Linked DNA regions of Zea mays: region 1 is linked to region 2. A link is a contact called in public Hi-C data. All regions are on one chromosome and are shown on one strand. The core of a region is the stretch at or near the end of the contact, and the rest is flanking DNA. Distances in the headings are between cores, read along the strand shown.

Region 1 (3,753 bases), core at 630-3,129, 250 kb after region 2:
GGGACAAATGGCTCCACAAGGGCAAATGACATCCATTCCTGGTCTAAGCTCTTACCAGGTAAGACTTGTTATTGCATTTTTATTTTGAAATACATACCTAGAGCCTAGAGGGTATTTTTTCCCCAACCTGTACGAACCGAATTTCATTACTTATAAGCAACAAAATTACATAAGTTTAGCACTCTTTTTCTTTCTTTCTCAAACACGTAGAAGAGTTGAACATATAGAAGAGTTGCATATCATTTATTCTCAAGTTGCTTATCCTTCTCACTTCTCAGACGTAGCTAAACCATCACCGGTGTTGTTAACAGACTGTTCCTTCTCCACAGATTCAGCACTAAGCTCAATCCTCTGTTCTTGCACCCTGTCTCTCTGAACCTCTTCCTGTTCTATCTCATTTGCGTTGTTGTTCCTTTTTCTATACCACCGATTCCCTCTTTCCATAATAATCCATAAGCAGGTTATTAGGTTCTTATTGTAGATTTTTTTGGCTTTTTATCCACTACCCTTGGAACTGGGTGAATATTTACTCAATAAATAAGATTATATAAACTAGAACCCTTGGAACTGGGTGAATATTTACTCAATAAATAAGATTATATAAACTAGAATATATAACATGGATTGTATAATTTATACAAAATAAGGCAGTTTATATAATCCTAGAAGGAAACAAACGGACCTTAGTCATCTGCATCACTAAACTTTTCTGCATTACCTAGCCACATTACTATAGATTGACCATATTTACTGAAAAGCATTGGTGTTGCTGATTTCTGCAGGGAATGGGTAATGTTGGCCTTACACCGCCACCGCCACAGCACCCGCCGCCTCGAGGAGGCTCGGCAACACAGTGACCATCCCTGGAGCAAAACAAGGATTGTACTGAACCTAAACTTTCTCGTGACACTAAATTTGTAGCATGTAAATCCATCTCGAGCAATATCAGCGTGTCTAGACTCCCGCAAATCACGAGGGATTTCTTCACGATTATTGCTCAGGCAGCTAGGATTTTTGCTATCTCGTGCTGTGGTTTACAACTGGGGGCCTTCTGTCATGTGCCTCATTTGTACTGTAATTCGAATCGTGCCTTTACTTGCCGGCTGCTTAGATGTTGAACATAGAGAATTCTTTCCCTCAGTTTTGAGAAGCGTGAACTTCACTTGTGCCAGTTATTGCATGTGTACTTTACGAGTTGTTGACAGACGATGGCAGTCAATACGTGTGATATCCTGACCCCGGTTGACAGTAGAATTGATTGGCCTAAGGCTTAATAGAATTGATAGTGTATTCATATCAACAAGATGTATTTTCTTTTTTTAAGTCTGTCTTGAAAAAATCTTCAAATTAAGGGTGCTTGACGAGCAATTTGGGACGTGTGATCGATCGGTAAGTTTTTTGGGTGTGTATGAGTGAACATAAAGTACACATAAAAGATATGTGTTGGTTTGTGGGAATAATATATGATTCTATAGAACTGACATGAGTAAGTATAGCTGGTCCAGAAGTGAATGGAGTGTTACAATATGAGATCTATCGCATGTGCAATCTTGTGACACGAGATGGTTTTTCTTTACAAAAAATTGTGCAATCTTGTGGCACAAGATGTTTTTTCTTTTAAAAAAAACACAGTTTACGTTAAACTGACGCCAGCACCATTATTTGCTGGTGCATTGTGCTATCGTGCAAAACAGGTCAAACATTTGAAAGGCTGCATCGGACGCATCCATGGTGGCCTACACCACATCCATCGTCTTCAGTCGTGCTCTCAGCCACATCCAACCGCATGGGCATTACCACAGCTTGGCCCACCTATCAAGGCTTACAGAGTTTCCTTAAATGGGTTCTCCCCTTGTGATCTGGGCTGCGCTGCTAAGGCCGGCCCGTTTCGTCTTGTGATGCTGCGGGGCTGGCGACAACCACCAGCAGCATCGAAGACAGGAGGAGAAAGGAGAGGTGGTGGGGCGATGGCAGCGACTGCGGCGGAGGGGGTGGCCGCGACGGCGCTGCGAGCCGTGCTGGGGCGGGCGGGTATGGCGGCGGAGCGGTCGGGGTGCGCCGCGGAGGCGGTACGGGTTGTGGCGGTGGGGAAGACCAAGCCTGTTTCGATGCTGCGGCAGCTATACGACGCGGGCCACCGCTGCTTCGGCGAGAACTACGTGCAGGAGTTCGTCACCAAGGCCCCCCAGGTGCTGTCTGGTCTCCATTTCGATTGTTTCGTTCGCTTTTTGCATCTTTGCAGCGCATCCATCGTGTGGAGGTGGAGTGGAGGGAAATGAACGATTTGCTCTCGCCGTGTTTTGCAGCTTCCGCAAGATACCCGGTGGCATTTTATCGGGCACCTGCAGAGCAACAAAGTGAAACCACTGTTAGGTGTGCATATATTTTTTTCAATTGTATACGGAGTTAAAGAGTAAGTTAACCTGCATCAACAAAGCTATAAGCATCCTTCAAAAAGAAAAGGAAAGCTGGTTTGTTCACGAGTAGTTAGAAATTGAAGTTCTAAATGTTATTTTTATTTAGTGTTTGCCACTTACGTCACCTTGTAATGAAGAGTTAGTTATGGAAAGTTGTTCTTGCTTAGCACCATCATGACAATTAGTAGTAATATAGTTACTAAGCAGTGTACAGTATATGAAAAGCCGAAAATGATAAGAATAAGATTATCAACACAATTCTTTCATGGTGCTTTTCTTGACATTGTCTCGCGTTTGTATTGCCAGAATGCCAGTTAAGCCTTGTCTATCCTTTTTTTTCAGCTGCTGTTCCAAATCTTGATATGGTTGAGGGCGTAGACAATGAAAAGGTAAGCAATCGGCAACAAGTACTGTTCCTTCTATTATTTATCTAATGTATGTACAAAAGATGGAGACTAATAGCTTAATGCTTGTTAAGTTATTATTTAGTCAGGTTCTTGTATCTGTTACCTGCAATTGTGGATTTCTGTATTAAAACATAGACTCCACAACTTTCAGATTGCTAACCACCTAGATCGAGCTGTCAACAGTTTGGGAAGGCAGCCTTTGAAAGTTTTGGTTCAAGTGAACACTAGTGGAGAAGAATGTGAGTGCATAATAAGTATTGAGAAATCAGAACTCTTATCTCTTGATTAATTTTCCCGAACAAAGCACTTGTGCTATTTGTTTCCACATTTGCCTTGATCTGATAGATTATAATTGATATTCTTTCATTTTGCAACCAATTGCTATATCAGAAGTCAGTTTATTACTTCAGAAGCATACCTTAAATTACAAGTGACAAGTTTGGAAAATAAAAAGTAAAAGCGAACTTATGACCAAGTTCAAATTATTATCATTCTGCAATGTCCACATTCATCTTTCATATAATTAGCTTACCACGCAGCTGCAGGTTCATGGACTAAACATTTTCTTTTGTTCAGCTAAATCTGGAATCGATCCCTCCAAATGTGTCGACCTTGCTAAGCATGTGAAACTAGCATGCCCACACCTAATATTTTCAGGTCTGATGACAATAGGTATGAAAGACTACTCGTCAACACCAGAAAATTTTAAGGTGGGTGCTTATCCAGTCTTACTTCGTCGCAAACAACAACGAGCATTTTGCGTTGGCTTTCATAACCTGTTGTTTTGAGTGCTTTGAATACAGGCATTGGTTAATTGTAAGCTTGAAGTTTGCAAGGCCCTTGACATACCAACAGAACAGTTTGAACTCTCCATGGGAATGTCTGGTGACTTTGAGCAAGCGGTTTGTAATATAATCATTCTCATTCTT
Region 2 (3,484 bases), core at 675-3,174:
GCATGGATAAATGCTGGGCTTGACGGTGCTGGTGACCAAGATGCAGGATTCACTGATATAAATCCTATTACAAAGTCAGGATGTTGCTCGGCAATCTTTACAGCCGCAGCAGTGTAGTCTCCATAAGCAAGGTTGCCAGCTGAGCTCATTTCAGCAAGCAAAAGTAGGCCCCTTCCTTTAGGCAAACCCTTCAATGCCAGAAGACAACAGTGACTGTGAGCAACGCAATGCATGAGCTATTAGCAGCTGCAAATTAACTATTATCTTTAACTCAGTAATTGTGTAAGACCTATGCATATATGTCATGAAATACCTTGAGCTTCAAGCCATCTACAATCCCAGGTCCAGGAACTATATGCGCATTAATAATATCCGCCCAGTCTAAGATGCGGAATATACCTCTGAACCGAAGTAAAGAAAATGCCAACTATGTCACACAAATGTATGTATAAGAAGGAAAATAAATTAAATAGTTATAGTTCCTTTTTCTCACCCTTCAGATTGCATAGTTACTGTGTTCCCAATGTCAGCAAACTTGCGGTCTTCAAAGATCAGAAAGTTGTGCTTCCCAGCAATCTTCAATTGAAAGTTAAGAATCAGCACAATACTGAATCAGCTATGCGGTAACCAGATGCAGAGTATAACTTCAGCAATCGGAACAGGAATACACAAAACGCCTCTAGTAATGAATAAAATAAAATCAAGCTAAAAGAACCAAGTAAATTGGCCTGGTATAGGGATTTTGCCTTTCATTTATGGACAACCCATTCCGATTACACATAATGATACTGTGTATACATGATAATGAAAGCACCGACATCTGATTTGAAACAAAGTACAACTTCAGGACTCTAACTGGGCGATTATGGACACTGACATCCTTATGATCAGTAACACTACAACAAAAAGATAAGGAAACTGCTGTCAGAAGAGAACATACTGTGCGAAGGTTGGCCCCAAAATCTGGTGTAAAATCAGACAAGATATCAACATGTGTTTTCAGCATACAAATCTCTGGACCAACCTAAACAAGTGGGGCAAACAAATCAAAACAATGTTAGCAAATAGTAGGAGAGCATCGCAAATACACAATAACTAGTAGCATATATATGTGTGTATACATACCTTGTCAGCAAGCTCAAGTAGCTCCTTGGCTGTCCCAACATCAGCCGCGACACACAAGTTGCTCTGCTTCGCCTCCATCACCTCGAACAACCTCCTCCCCATGGGGTTCGTGGCCAACCCCGCCCTCTCCGCAAACGACTTCCTCCGAGCAGTAGCCGACGGCTTGGGTGGCCCAGCAGGCACCCCGGGCACCGCCACCTTCCTGTTGGCTTGGAGGAACCGCCTGACCTCCGCGATCTTCTCCTCGCCGACCTTCCCGTGCCTCGCCAGCACGGCGAGCATCTCCGTGAGGGTCATGAGCGAGTGCAGCGCGACCCCGCTAGCGGCGAGGTTCTCGCGCCCACCTTGCTCGCGGTCGATGACGACGACGGCGTCGGCGACCACGAGCCCCTCGGCGCGGAGCGGGGCGACGGTCTCGAGCACGGAGGCGCCGCTGGTAACGAGGTCCTCGACGATGAGCACGGTCTGGGCGGCGCGGAAGGCGCCCTCGACGCGCTTGGTGTCGTAGCGGCTGAGCAGCATGGGCACGGAGGCGGCGACGGAGAGCGCGGCCGCGAAGGGCAGCGCTGTGTAGGGCACGCCGCAGAGAAGGTCGTAGGGGCGCGTGGCCGGGAGCGCGCCGAGGAGGGACGCGACGGAGGCGAGCAGGCGCGGGTGGGAGACGAGCACGCGCAGGTCCAGGTAGATCGGGGAGGTGATCCCGGACTTGAGCACGAAGGTGCCCAGCTTCACGGCCTCCACCGCGTGCAGGTCCAGGATCAGCGCCTCCTTCGCGGCGGCGTCCATGGTGTTGGTGGGCGGCGTGTGTGTAGTGGCCGACTGTGCTGCGCGAACGGGGGAGAAAAGTTCTTGACTCGACATTTTTCTCTGTGGAAATGAGTACGTGTAGAAATGCTCTTCTACCAACACACACAAGCCGACAACCAAGCTAGCTTGTGCTCGTCGGTCGTCGCGATCGCGATTGTCCGAGTCACCAGAGAGAAAGCGTCCCGGAGAAGATTGATGCCCGCCCACACCGGAGCGGCAGAATGCGCCAACGGCAGAAAACTTGCCACCAGCACGTGGAAATTTTTTGCAGCGGAATCTGGACGAGGCGGCATGGCAAGCCCCAAGGCGCAAGCTGCGGCAAGCAATCGCGGCGGCAGTGGCTACCGACCAGCATTGTCACCAAACAAGCACGGAGTTGGGGCAAGTGAAATTACGCGGAGGCCACTTCACCCCGAGAGAAATCTAAACCCAGGGTGTAGAGATGTTATTCGGAAGAACACGTGGAGGAGTCGTACGATTCTCAACATCGACAGCATCAGGAGCTAACCTAAGAGGAGTGCCAATAAGACACAGCCATTACAACTCGTCGGATTCATTGCATACACCATCTTATTATGGATAACCGTATACGTTGATTTTATCTAAGTATACGTTTGTTTGCCTACTTGTTGTAGACATAAGCTACATGAACGATAATGGAGCATGCTCTGGATGAATCTCCTCTACAATGATTCTGATTGCATACAGTTAGGTCCTCACAATTGTAAGATCTTGTTGGGATATTCTCATTTCACATGGAATTGCTAGGGATTTGAACTCACTCAATCACGTTCAATTAAGATGAACAAATTAGCCATAAGTAGGGACCTTTCCATGTTAGACATTGTTCGGTTATTACTATCCCATATATATTGGATGTGATTGAAAAAATTTATGAAAGATTTTGACTTGTTCGAGATTAAAACCCACTCAATTCATATTTAATCTCACTCAATCCATATGGATTGAGATCAAAACGAACATGCCCTTGTTATGCCAATTGCCTGGATTTGCCCTTATTATGCTTGGAATGCTCACGGCGCCCTCCTCATAGCAAGCTGTTCTTGTATGCCTGCCACCCTTGCACCCGGTACTCACATGCCGTCTTCAAAGGATCGCTCGCCTTTATAATCCCGCGCCCAACTATGATTATGTCACTGCCCCTGTAATTTATCACCTGAATCGCAAATCGATATGTATCATATCAATGGAATGTGATCGTGGTGGGGGGTAAGTGATCAAACTCTCATAAGCACTGGTATATAACAAACTAATGGCTAGTTTGGCAACCCCGTTTTTCCAAAGATTTTCATTTTTCCAGGAGAAATTAGTTCATTTTCCCTTGAAAGAAAATAAGAATTCCTCAGGAAAATGGAGTTGCCAAACTAGCCCTAAAAACATTAAGATGTACCAATAAACACCAATATTCCAACGGCCACACAAACAAACAGTACATGCACAGTTGTACTTACAGACTCAGGATTGTTGTATTGTTGCCCAAGATCATCTCCTCCAGCGGCCATCTGAACTCCAGGTGTGGCATGGATAAACG

Evidence for each region. A called contact is a pair of places that touch in the nucleus more often than the background predicts.
Region 1: a Hi-C map of ear shows a contact between it and region 2, with 5 times the contacts expected there. The contact joins the promoter of LOC100286142 here to the promoter of LOC100382013 in region 2. A contact is called at or near these places in 6 of 25 Hi-C or Micro-C datasets (bundle sheath, ear, endosperm and 2 more).

Annotation. Positions count from the first base shown.
Region 1 is chr3:151,300,207-151,303,959 of Zm-B73-REFERENCE-NAM-5.0, forward strand. It overlaps LOC100286142 (pyridoxal phosphate enzyme), which reads left to right and starts at 1,880. Exons shown (of 7, transcript NM_001159030.2): 1 at 1,880-2,189; 2 at 2,307-2,373; 3 at 2,760-2,806; 4 at 2,976-3,063; 5 at 3,401-3,534; 6 at 3,628-3,726. The coding sequence starts at 1,968. LOC100381986 (WD repeat-containing protein 33) reads left to right here. Exons shown (of 18, transcript NM_001174756.1): 17 at 1-58; 18 at 783-1,205. The coding sequence ends at 857.
Region 2 is chr3:151,045,309-151,048,792 of Zm-B73-REFERENCE-NAM-5.0, forward strand. LOC100382013 reads right to left here and starts at 1,925. Exons shown (of 6, transcript NM_001174779.1): 1 at 1,126-1,925; 2 at 941-1,024; 3 at 494-576; 4 at 314-401; 5 at 1-188. The coding sequence starts at 1,911. It overlaps LOC732794, which reads right to left. Exons shown (of 7, transcript NM_001112411.1): 6 at 3,405-3,484; 7 at 2,785-3,109. The coding sequence ends at 2,981.